2 separate regions of the Sus scrofa genome follow, and region 1 is linked to region 2. A link is a contact called in public Hi-C data. All regions are on one chromosome and are shown on one strand. The core of a region is the stretch at or near the end of the contact, and the rest is flanking DNA. Distances in the headings are between cores, read along the strand shown. Region 1 has its middle 16 kb from the start of CCR4. Region 2 holds the start of CMTM6 (CKLF-like MARVEL transmembrane domain-containing protein 6).

Region 1 (6,610 bases), core at 2,693-5,192, 360 kb before region 2:
AGTATTTAGGTGTACAGCACAGTAATGCAGTATTTTTGCAGTTTAAACTCCATGTAACTACAAGATAATGTCTCTTGCTATACCATCTTTGTCGTTTACCTATTTCATACATAGTAATTTGTATCTATTTATCCCATACCCCTAAGTTTGTCCCTCCCCCCTTCTTCCTTTGTTAACCATGTTTATTTTCTTTATCTGTGTCTGTTTCAGTTTTGCATATACATTCATTTACATTAGATTCCACGTAAAAGTTATATAATATTTGACTTACTACACTAAGCACAATATTCTCTAGGTCCATTCACATTATAGCAAATGGCAGAATTTCATTCTTTTTATGGTTGGATAACATTCCATTGTATATATATGCCATATCTAGGAAGATGATCTGTTAATGGGTACTTGGACTGCTTCCATGTCTTGGCTGTGGTAAATAGCGTAGATATTAACATCAGGGTGCATGATGGAGTTCCCGTTGTAGCTCAACAGAAATGAATCTGACTAGGATCCATGAGGACAAAGGTTCCATCCCTGGCCTCACTCAGTGGGTTAAGGATCTGGGTTGCTGTGAGCTGTGGTAGAGTCGAAGACGTGACTCAGATCCCACGTTGCAGTGACTGTGGTGTAGGCCGGCAGCTACAGCTCCAACTTGACCCCTAGCCTGGGAAGCTCCATACGCCACGCGTGCATCCTTAAATAGCAAAAAAAAAAAAAAACCAACCAAACAAAAAAAAACAAAGAAGAAAGAAAAGGGGGGGGGCGTGTATCTTTTTTTAGTGTATATATATATATATATATATTTTTTTTTTTTTTGTCTTTTTTGCTACTTCTTGGGCCGCTCCCGCGGCATATGAAGGTTCCCAGGCTAGGGGTCGAATCGGAGCTGTAGCCACCAGCCTAGGCCAGAGCCACAGCAACGCAGGATCCAAGCCGCGTCTGCAACCTACACCACAGCTCATGGCAACGCTGGATCGTTAACCCACTAAGCAAGGGCAGGGACCGAACCTGAAACCTTGTGGTTCCTAGTCGGATTCGTTAACCACTGCGCCACGATGGGAACTCCGCATTTTTTTTTTTTTTTTGCTATTTCTTTGGGCCGCTCCCGCGGCATATGGAGGTTCCCAGGCTAGGGGTCGAATCAGAGCTGTAGCCACTGGCCTACGCCAGAGCCACAGCAACGCAGGATCCGAGCCGCGTCTGCAACCTACACCACAGCTCACGGCAACGCTGGATCGTTAACCCACTGAGCAAGGCCAGGGACCGAACCCGCAACCTCATGGTTCCTAGTCGGATTCGTTAACCACTGTGCCACGGCAGGAACTCCCACGCATTTGTTTTTTGATACTAAGTTGTATGAACTGTTTATATATTTTGAAAACTAACCCCTTGTCACATCATTTGCAAATATTTTCTCCCATTCTGTAGGGTTTTTTTTTTTTCCATTTTGTGAATGGTTTCCTTTGCTGTGCAAAAGCTTTTAAGTTTAGTCTCATTCATTTATTTTAGTAATAACAGGTGTTTGAAGATGGTAAAAGGTTTAGTAATAACATTAATGGAGATTAACATAAATTGAAGTTACAGCAGCCTTTTCAAAAATGAAAAACCCTAATTTGATTAATTTTATTCTTTCATACTGACATGAGTAAAATGAATAACAGAACTCTAAAAGATGAACTATTGAGGAGTTCCCATCATGGCGCAGCGGAAACAAATCCGACTAGGAACCATGAGGTCGCGGGTTCGATCCCTGGCCTCGCTCAGTGGGCTAAGGATCTGGCATTGCCGTGAGCTGTGGCATAGGTCAGGGGCTGTAGCTCCGATTCAACCCCTAGCCTAGGAACCTCCATATGCCACGACTGTGGCCCTAAAAAGCATGCATGCATGCATAAATAAATAAATAAAAGATGAACTATGGAGTATTTACTTTGTAATATACATTCTACTGAGTGTATATCTACTATCCATTCCAACCCTCACAATAATTCTATAAGAGGCTTTTTACATTATCTTTCATATGTCAATGGGGAAAATGAGATACAAACATATTAGCAGCCATGTCAACAACTTAAAGCTGGTAAGTGATGGAGACGAGATTAATATCCAGTGCTTGAACTTTGAATTATCTTTACCTGGCATCTTATCTGGCTAGCAGAAGTCAGACCATACCACTGAGAGGTTGAGGTTCCATGAGTCCACAAGGACCCTCAACTCTCCTAAAAACTAGTTTCAAATTACACACAAGAACTTGGATGGACTGCAAAGTAATTATGTTGAATGAAAAATGGTTACAAACTGTATGTCTCCCTTTTAAAACATTCTCGCCAAAATTACAGAGATTGAGAACAGATCAGTGGTTTCCTTGTGTTGGGTGCAGGCTTTATCTCATAAGTTACCCCTAAGAATAACCCCCACGAAGTGGTCAATACCCATCTCCTTGTTTTCTTTTGATTTCCTGATGGTTTTCCTCTGCCCCAAGGAACAGTCTTCCTTTACTTCCATGCTCACTTCTACAGCACCTTCTTGGGGCTTCACCCTGGCAATTCTTCCTTCCAATCAAGTAAGGACAGGAGCCACCTCACTTGAGCTAGTTTTTCTTTTTGCTCCCAGGGGAGAGAGAGATATGATATATATATATATCACAATTTTTCTCAAACTATGAATTAGGAAACATGCATTAGTTTCTAATTATGAACAAAAGTACAGTGTGATGTCAAGAAGGGGCCAACATGTTCATCAAAGAGCAAATCCAGGAGCCTCCATGGTGGCTCAGCGGAACGAATCTGACTAACATCTATGAGGATACAGATTCGATCCCTGGCCTCGTTCATGGGTTAAGGATCCAGCGTTTCTGTGACTGGTATAGGCAGGCAGCTGTAGCTCCGATTGGACCCTTAGCCTGGGAACCTGCATATGCCACGGGTGCGGCCCTAAAAAGACAAAAAAAGAGCGAATCCAATCACCACAAAGAAGATCGAAGGTTGATAAACAATTGTCCTTTCAGCCTCTCTGTCTCTTCGACACTACATAAGATCTGGGCCCCTATGGCCTCGTCTCCAGGCTGCAGTTAGAGACTTAATGAGGAGGGGAAACGGCCCAGGGTTGGTGGCCAGAGGGGCTGCTATGCTCTGAGGCAGATTTGGGAGAAAACGAGGCCCGGCTCCTCCACAGCCCAGCCTTCGCCTGGGCGGCTCCTCCGTCTTCCACAGCTCTGAGGTAAGAGCTGCTGCCCAGGTCCCACAGCCGCCCCTTCCCCACATCCTGGCGCCCAGTCCTTTCCCTTCTCCCGAGTCAAGTCAAGTCAAGTTACCTGTCAGGGCCCAAAGAGCGTGTGAAGAGACTGCATGTGGCCCACTACTGTTGGCGGTTAACTGCCACCTCTCACAAGTTTGGCTCAGTGTGTGTCTGAGCATGCGCTCCTCCCAGCCAATCAGAGGCAAGGGAGGCCTGAGGGACACCTCTGAGTGGCTGGCCTGGAGAGGCGTCTTGCAGCCAATCAGAGCCAAACGAGCTCCGAGGCTGCATCGCCAGTGGATGTGTTATTTCATTCATATGCACCCAGGTGGATAGGAGTGACCTATCCAGAGGCAGCCGACTTGCGGCCAGTTAGGGCCAAGAAAGTGAGGCATGTCTTGAGAGTTCTTATGGGGCAAGAGCCACAGGAACATCTAGTGGCTGTCAGGGCTCAGCGCTCTGAATAATTGGAAGCTGAGAACTGCTGAATAACATGGGCCTGAACTCACACTGATTCCTTCTGCCATAAATGCTCTTCTCGCTTTCCTTACCAGTTGAATACAGTGCTTCCTTCAGAGGCCAACGCAATGCCATCTTCTTCTCTAAGCTTCCCCCAACCTGGGAGAATCCAACCTCAAGAAGACCGGCCCTGTCAGCCTGCATTGAGACTGCCCATCCTATCAGACTAAGAGCTTGTCACACAGCCAGGAAATGGAGGCAGATTGCATAACATCAACTTGCAAGGGCTTTGGAGGCTGAGGCCAAGCTTCACTCAGAGCCAGATTTCATAACCTCTAAGATTTGTGGCCTGAGGGAAGGGAATTATCCCCTCTAAGATCAGCTTTCTCATCTGCAAAAAGGAGGAAGGTGGTAAAGCCTCCATTTGAATTGTTGGATGAATTGAACTGTAAGTAAAGGGACAGCACAGGCTCTTGTCATTTCCCCAGCTATCTGGGGAATGTGGGAGTCCAGGGGCTGAGGAGTGGGCAGGGGATTGGTAGCATCTTCTGGTTACTAAAGGCTTTTTTAGCAAAAGGCGTTTCCAGATTGGTGGCAGCTCAGGATGGCACTGGCAGAACTGGACCCAGGAGATGTTCTTTAGCTGAAGAAAATGTTTGCGTAGGAGGTAGGTCCCCATACCAGAAGGGTTCCAGCAGAAAGAGGCTGTGTCTGGATTTGAACAAACAGACCCCTCAGACCTTATCCCAGTCTTGTAATCTGTGACTGGGAAGTGAAGAGGTGCTGCAGCATTTTCCCTTCTGGACCCAAGCCTCCTTGTCTCTAAAATGAGAGGACTGGGTTGCACATCTCTAGGTGGGGAACTGGGTTAGAGAAGGCAGTTCAACATTAGAAAAAAACTCAGCACCTCCAAAGCCTCTCACTGTACATACTGACCTCATGGCCTTTCATCAGGAATGCCTTCTCCCACCCTACCCCTATATCCTCTACCACCTCTCTCACTAGTCCCTCCATGTCCAACATTATTAAATACTAAAAATCTGACTGTCCTCTGAGGACACTCATTTGTCTCTAACCTTCTCCAGAGTGGCTGCTCTTTCTCAAACACTCTTGGCTCTGAAGGATTTAGAGGAGAAAAAGATGAGGAAGGTGCAATGATCTGGCATGGAGGAGATGAGAACTGGGAGCCCAAAGGTAAGGCAGCTTTACCTGTGAGGAGGCAGCAGCACTGAATTAGGGGCTTCTGAGAGCTGGGATTTCTGGTCTAGAACCCTCAGAGGTCTTTCCTGAGCATTAGATGGCAAAATCTGGGGAAGAGAATGAAGCTCTCCAGTGAGTCACCAGAATCAACAGAAAGGTTTAGAACCTGGGTCAGAAAGAGCACCCCTCCCCATGCCGCAGGTTTGGGCTCCTGTGTGACACTGAACAAACCACTGAACCATTGAATGAAACTCCACTTCTCCTGTCAACAAGCCTTCTAGGTCTCCACTGGTATGCTTTCCTTAGCTCCAGCTCTTCCCATCTATTCTCAGTCCCCATTCTGGGCTTATCTCCTGCTTCTCATCCCTCCTCCGGCCTTCTGCACCTACCATAGAATGACTCTCCCACCTCTCGGCCATCCCTATGCCCTTATCATCCCACCCAGCAGAGCCAAACAAGTAAGCTGAGCTCCAAGGCCCCTCTTCCCTCCCTCAGAACCCATTCATCCTGTGGGGATCTAGCCCTACAAGCTAGAGTTCCTCACCTCCCCAACCATCCCCCCAGAAACAAGCTCATCCCATTGCCATTCCTTGCCTAAACTGCCCCACCTCTTCCACAATCTCTCCCAATCCAGAGCCATCTCCCCTTTGCAACTCTAGCTTGGGTTTGGATTCTCCCTGCCTTTGGCTTGCTGTGGCAACTTACCTTCAAAGATGGATGTAAATATAAAAGTGAAGACATTATGTGAAAGTAACTTTTAAAAGGATGTGATACAGGAGTTCCCTGGTAACTCACTGGGTAAGGATCTGGCATTTTTACTGCTATGGCTCAGGTAACTGCTGTAGCACAGGTTTGATCCCTGGCCAGGGTACTTTCGCATGCCATGGGTTTGGCCATAAGAGTTGTGATACAAATGTAAGAGGCTATATTGGAGTTCTCTTGTGGTGTAGCAGGCTATGGATACAGCATTGTCACTGCAGCAGCCTGGATTGCTGCTGTGGCACAGGTTCAATACCTGGCCTGGAAATTTCCACGTTCCACAGGTGCAACCCCCCCAATTTAAAATGCTATGTTAATGTTTACTCTTACATAAATTCCTTCCAGATACTCAGAATTGCAAACTTCCCCCGTTGTGATGGCTTTTCTCTCTTGCACTTCTAACCTGTTGGCCAGCTACAGTTCCCTAAGCAGAAATGTGTTTCCTTTGGTAGCATGGAAATCTCAGAATGTCTGGAGGCAACTAAAGCTAAGGCAGATTCATCTGTGTCACTTACTAACGTTCATCCTTTAATAGGTTTCTTTCCTACTTTGATTGCTCACCTATAAAATGAGCACATAATTGCTTTATTTGGCTGTTGTGGTACTTAAATAAGAAAATGCTTATAAGGTACTTGACAATAAATACTTAAGGAAGTTTTCTTCCTTAAGTATTGTGATGGCCAGGTCTTCACTGGTGGTGACAGGAACCATTTAGGTACAAAGTACAGAGAACCAGAGTGCCTGGAGGTTTAGAGCCACCAGCCATGACTGGTGCCAGGGTATAATACCCCAGTTCCCTTGCTCTTGTTTAGGACAAGCCTGAGTGTGTGCTACACTAGCTACACTGCTCACCTCTGTGCGACTAAGTCTAGGTTATTCTCTATGGTACGCCCTTGCCTGGTCTTCTTCCTTCTATATGTCTCCAATCCCCCACTGGTTTTTCCTGGGAATACTTTCTGAT
Region 2 (6,327 bases), core at 3,322-5,821:
TTCTTTTTTTTAGGACCGTACCTGTGGCATATGGAGGTTCCCAGTCTAGGGGTCCAATCAGAGCTGTAGCTACTTGCCTACTCCACAGCCACAGCAACACAGGATCCAAGATGCATCTGCAACCTACACCACAGCTCACGGCAACTCTAGATCCTTAACCTTAACCCACTGAGTAAGGCCAGGGATCAAACCCACATCCTCATGGATACTAGACAGGTATGTTAACTGCTGAGCCATGATGGGAACTCCCTTAGGACATTTCTGATCCAAACTTTTCTCTGCTTAGCTGGCACAACACCAAACACTCTGAGGTGTTTGGAAATGTTGGCAAGGAAAACTTCAGACTTTTTCTTTGCCTTCCTGAACACTATTTCCTGTGTTCTCCTGCTCTAAACACTCCTTTTTTCTCTGCCTTTTCTTTACTTTTTCTCCCACTCCTGCCAGAGTTCTAGCCCAAATACCCTTCTTTCTATAGGTTCTTCCCTTGAACATTTACGTGGTTCTGTTAGCACAATGAGCATCTAGCAAATGCTGTTTCTCCTCCAGATCCATATTTGAAACTATGTAACTAGAACTTCCCTTGAACTTCCCTGTGGACCAGACACCTCAGTGTGAACGCTCATCTGGGTTCGTCATCTTCCCTATGTTAAGACAAAAGATCCAAAACCTGGACATATGCAAAAGGATTACTGAGTGCCCTTCAATGCCATGTATCAGACTAGAGCATCAGCAAAGCGTGGTCCTGGACCACCAGCATCAGCGCATCTTGGAACTTGTTAGAAATATGAACTCAGATTCCACTCAAGATCTCCTGAGTCAAATGCTTTGGAGGAGAGCCCTGGAAATCTGTGAATCAACAGGCCCTCCCAGTGATTCTGTTGAGAATTTGAGGTGAGAACTGCTGAGCTGGAGCAGGATCAGCTTGTGGGTAAATCCAGCCCAGTGCCTGTTATTATAAAGTTTTACAGGAGAATTTTCCTTTCTTTTATTTGATGTATTTTTTTCCTCTATAAGATTTCTCATTTCAGTGTAGCAAGCCCCAGTGTTTATTCAGTATTGTTTATTCATTGCTGAAGATGAACGTTTTCTGTGTGGATGCCCCCATCAGAAGGGCTCCCTAATCATCACTTGGTGTCCAGGGGGGAATGGTTCCAGGACACCCCTGCAGCAGGATACCAGAACCCTCAGATGCTCTAGTCCCTTATATAAAAAGGCATGGTATTTGTATATAATCTATGCACATCCTCTCTTACATTTAATTAATTAATTAATTTTTTTTGCTGGTCCTGTGGCATGTGGAAGTGCTTGGGCCAGGGCCTGAACCCTCGCCACAGCAGCAATCCAAGCTGTTGCAGTGACAACACCTGACCCTTAACCCACTGTGTCACAAGAGAACCCCCTCTCCTATACATTTTCAATCATCTCTATTTTATTTATAATACCTAATGTGGTGCAAATGTAATGTAAGCAATTCCTGGCATGCAGCAAGTTCAAGTTTTGCTTTTTGGAGCTTTCTGGAAGATATATATTTTAATACTTTCTATCATGGTTGGTTGAGGCTACAGCCATGGAACCCACGGAACAGAAGGCCAACTATGTAAATGCTTTGTTCATGGAGCCCTAAAATCTTCAGTTGGTCTTTTAATTCATTAAGAAATGTAAGCAATGCACACCTGTTTTTAAAAAACTGGCAGGAATATTAAGTGTCTAAATCCTAAGCACCCTCAAATCAATCAGAGCAAAGGAGGTTATGGCACAACTGCTGTCTCCTACCTAATAGCTTTCATTCCCTTCACATTATATTTCCATCACATCGTAAGACAATGTTCCTCCATTATGGATAGATTTCTCACCAGTATTATCTGGAGAGCTTCTTACAAAAGCATATTCCTGAGACCTATCCAAATTCAGACACTTTGGGGCTGGATCTCCAAGAATCTTTTTTTTTTTTGGTGTTCCTGTCGTGGCTCAGTGGTTAAAGAATCTGATTAGCATCCATGAGGATGCAGGTTTGATCCCCAACCTTGCTAAGTCTGGTAAGGATCTGGCAATGCCATGAGCTTTTGTGTAGGTTGCAGATGCCACTCAGATCTTGCATTGCTGTGGCTGTGACTGTGGCCAGCAGCTACAGCTCCGATTAGACCCCTAGCCTGGGAACCTCCAAACGCTGCGGGTGTGGCCCTAAAAACTAAAAAAAAAAAAAAAAAAAAAGATTCTTATGCACCCTGAAGTTTGTGAATCACAGGCTACATTCTTACCCTCTTCTAAGTTCAAAGAGAAGAAGAGACTCCTTTAGTATTGCCCAAGTGCACCATAAACAAACCAAGACCATTGAAAGAGCCATCCATCTTCTCTCTCATAGTCTCCTTTTTCTTTGTAACTTTCCCTCAGTATTTTATTTTGAAACTATCCAAACACAGAAAAGTTGAAATAACTGTACAGTGGACACCCATATACTACTCCATTGACATGTTCCTGCAGTTGCTTTTTCACCAGACTCTCCTTTTACTCATATCTTTATTCATTAACCCATCTTTTTGGGAGGGGGCGATGAATTTCTAAGTAAATTTCAGATGCAGGTAGTGACTTATTTGGGATGATGGTGATTTGAAGAATAACAAAGCACTGAATTCTTAGAGCCCTGGTGAAAACACAGTGGCTTTATTGGACAGGATTTGTTGGCTGCTTTGCCTCAGCAAGAGGTTCAGAATGTTCAATTAAAGATAGAAGGATAGCTTTGGCTGACTGTAGAGTCCCTCCCCATCTTCCTGCAGGGTAGTATCTACTTGTCTCTATTTATTTGAATGGAACCTTTTGTTTTGTTACTAGGGGGAAAAAAAGGGAAGTTTGGGGCTGTGGAGAACAGAAGATAAATGTGGAAACAGAGGGCAGCAGTAACCCCTTCCCTCCTCCATGGGTCTTGAGGCCCTAATGGATAGCCGGTTTGAGGTTTGCTGGGCTAGCGGTTAGCAAGGCCATGAGTCAGACTGCCTAGGCCTACATTCCAGTTGCCCCTGGGTGTTTGACCTTGGATGTTATCCTTGGCCTCTTGGCCTTATTTCCAAACTGAATTTGAGTCTGCTTACCCACTGCATAGCAAAGCCAGCTGACTGACACCCAGTCATAGTGATGGAAAGTACAGCATTTATTGCATAGCCCAGCAAAGAGCATGAATGGCTAGTATTCAAAAGATCAGAACTTCTCGATGGTTTTCTGGGGAGGGCTCTAAAGGCAACATTTGGGGTGAGAGTTGAAGGGGGCGTGACTTACTTCTGATTGGTTGATGGTACTGTAACAACCTTCAGGTTTCAAAAATCTTCATCACCCACCTTCTGGTTCCAACCAGAAGTGTGGCGTCTATGTGCTTGTTGTCAGCATGTAGCTACTATTCTTCACCTGAGTGGGGGGACTTGGTTCCTGCAGAACAACTCAAAATCTGTGTCAGATGTTATGTGCATCCCCTGAGGAGGAGCTAGGACTCTATTCACTGAACTGTTGTTTCTTGCTTTTCTTTCTGCATTCCTCACTTCTCTAATTAGTAACCGCTTGACTCTGCTCTTTGGAGCTCAGGAAAGGCCTAGGAGACTAAAGCCTTTTTCTACAGGCAAGAAACAAGGGGACACAGATGGGCCTTTGTACCTGGAAGGGCTTGGTTTAAGCCTTAGTTTTCTCATCTGTAAAACTTATGACAGTACCTACATTACGTTGTTTTGGAGAAATATGTGTGCCTGGCATATGACTGGATCAACTTCAGTAGATAAAATATAATTACTTTTTTTTTTCAGGGCTGCACCCACGGCACATGGAGGTTCCCAGGCTAGGGCTTCAATAGCAGCTGTAGCTACTGGCCTACACCACAGCCACAGCAATGAGGGATCTGAGCCATGACTGTGACCAACACCATGACTCATAGCAACATAGCAACGCTGGATCCTTAACCCACTGAGCTAGGCCAGGGATCGAATCTGTATCCTCGTGGATACTAGTCAGGTTTTTTTCTGCTGAGCCACAACAAGAACTCCTAATTGATAAGTCTAAGTTCACCAAAATTAACATGTGATCGTAGCAGCTGGTGAACAAGAAAGAGACAAGTAAATTGAACAATTTTGACAAGTAAGCCTAAAACCTCAGAGAGAAGCAGGAGAGAGCTTCCTTAAAATACTTCCAGACAGCCCATAGCATTTAAAATGAAATCCAATTTTTCCCTTGCTGTGCAAGCCCCCTGCATTATCTGGTCTCTGACTACATCTTCAGCTTCACCTACTTCTCCCTTACTTAACCTAGCCACACTAGCCCTTTCAAACTGCGCCGAACTCGTTCAGTCCTCAGGAATTTTGCACCTGCGGTTCCCCTTCTTTGAGTCTCTCCAAGTCGTTATAAGTCTCGATGCGTAAGGCCTCGCGGCAGGGGGCGGGACTAGAGTGAGGCGGAGGCGGGGCCGAGCGGAGGCGGGGCCGAGCGGAGGCGGGGCCGAGCGGAGGCGGGGCCGAGCGGAGGCGGGGCCGAGCGGAGGCGGGGCCGAGCGGAGGCGGGGCCGAGCGGAGGCGGGACCGGGGCGGGGTCGGCCGGAAGCGGGCGGAGGCCCAGGAAGTGACGGCCTTCGCGGAGTCCGCCGAGACTGAGACGCCAGCAGCTCTCTTGCGTCCCTGGGCCCTGGGCGATGGAGAACGGAGCGGTCTACAGCCCCACCACAGAGGCGCACCCAGCCCCCTCCAGAGGCGCCCGGAGAGGCCTCTCCAGCTACTTCACCTTAAAGCGGCTCAAGGGGCCCTTGCGAATCCTCAAATTTATGCAGCTGGTGAGTCTGCGGGCTGGGCGGGAGAGAGGAGGTTGCGGAGCCGCCCTCAACCTGGCTGTTGGAAGGGGCAGTTTCCACACCCCCAGTGACTTCCCCCTCTGCCTGGGAAGGGGCTGTTTCCTTCCGGGCTCCCCCTTCCCACCGGCCCCCTCCTCTCCTGGTACGTCCGGGTTGAGTTCCCGGTGGCGACCTAGGACCCCTCAGTGTGTTTGGCGGGCGCAGGAAGTGCGTGGGGGAGACCCAGGTCGTCCACGCAGACTTTCAACTTCCATAGCGACTTTCATCGCTTCTCCCAGCTATTACTCTGGGAACATTATCTCCCGAAGTCCTCATATTTAGGAAATGAAATGCTTTTTTTTATCTTTCTCTGGTTTTTGCGGTTTTCCTGGTGCGCGCCGATGGGGGCAGTTTAATTTGTTGGACAGAGTCTTTGGATACTGCGCATGGTGTTGAGATGTGTGTGTCCTAAATTGTCTCCAAATAGTTATATATTGGCTGGAAAAGAATTGTTCCTGAATAAGCAATATGTGTGTACTAAATACAAAGTCAAAAGGACAACCTTTTTTTGGTGTGTTTGTACGCAGGTAGCAGTGCCAGGGCACGGTGTACTTCTTTTTCAGTTTCATTGAATTTCAGTTTATTTTAGGCTTTGGTTAAGGACCTTAAACCTATTAGTGAAAATATCAAAACATCTCTGAGGTTTAAATTTTAATTCAAGTCACACACACATCGTTGCTGTTTTAAGCAATGATGAATAACATTTTCTGCCAGAGGGAAAATCAGACTGTTTAGCATTTCTAGTTTATGGGTTGGTTTGGTTTGTTTAACCATCCCACGTGAAAATAGCCAGTTGGTTTCCTTCGGAAGAAATTAAGTTCTTAGAACTCAGATAACCAGAATTTATATTCTTAGAACTCATATGACCTACTTTTATTGTATAGAAGAATAGCAGTGGGAAAACTAATGCTACTTTTTAGCCACTTCTGGGAATAATTAGGAAATCACGTGGAGGCAAGTGACAGGCCTATGGAACTTAGGAGGGTCTGGCTCTACTTTTAGTTCCAAACTGGCAAGCTTTCTGTTCTTAGCAGGTTCAGTTTCCTTTCTGCCATTGTTCCTTTGCATGGATCCTTCTTTCTACCCAGAAGGGCTTCCTTCTGCCCTTCCTCTTGTCAGTTCTCACATGACTTTTAGATACAAGCTATATTTGTCTGCCTTAGAGCTAAAATGTTTCTAAATAGTAGAACTCTTTAGAACAGAAAAGAATAAATATTCATCTGAAGTACTCTTGGTGCTCAGAAGACATATCAATATTGGTCTCTTGTACATTAAATTTCTTTTAGGTTGCCATTATATTTCCTTTCTAATCAGAACTGGCAAATCTAAAGTAAAATTTCTCATTACCTTTGTTATTATAGTTTAATAAACCAAAGTTCCATATCTTTATAATAGAATACAACCAAAAGTGGGGTAGTGGACTTTTTTTTTTTTTTTTTTGGTCTTTTTGCCTTTTCTTGGGCTGCTCTCAC

Evidence for each region. Hi-C and Micro-C count contacts between places; a contact is called where the count stands out from the background.
Region 1: a Hi-C map of omental adipose tissue shows a contact between it and region 2, with 2.1 times the contacts expected there. The contact joins the enhancer-like site here to the promoter of CMTM6 in region 2. A contact is called at or near these places in 8 of 47 Hi-C or Micro-C datasets (brain, embryonic fibroblasts, fetal heart ventricle and 5 more) and 1 of 2 datasets of contacts at active chromatin or transcription factors (alveolar macrophages).

What each region holds. Positions count from the first base shown.
Region 1 is chr13:18,840,828-18,847,437 of Sscrofa11.1, reverse strand. No RefSeq gene overlaps it. Among named protein-coding and RNA genes, the nearest start is that of CCR4, 16 kb to the left of the region's middle. Within about 2 kb of position 3,942, at least 7 of the 83 cell types and tissues checked have an H3K27ac peak or open chromatin away from gene starts, as enhancers often do. A contact at or near this core is called in alveolar macrophages and omental adipose tissue, where this site is marked.
Region 2 is chr13:18,483,784-18,490,110 of Sscrofa11.1, reverse strand. CMTM6 (CKLF-like MARVEL transmembrane domain-containing protein 6) reads left to right here and starts at 4,571. Exons shown (of 6, transcript XM_021071540.1): 1 at 4,571-4,798. The coding sequence starts at 4,661.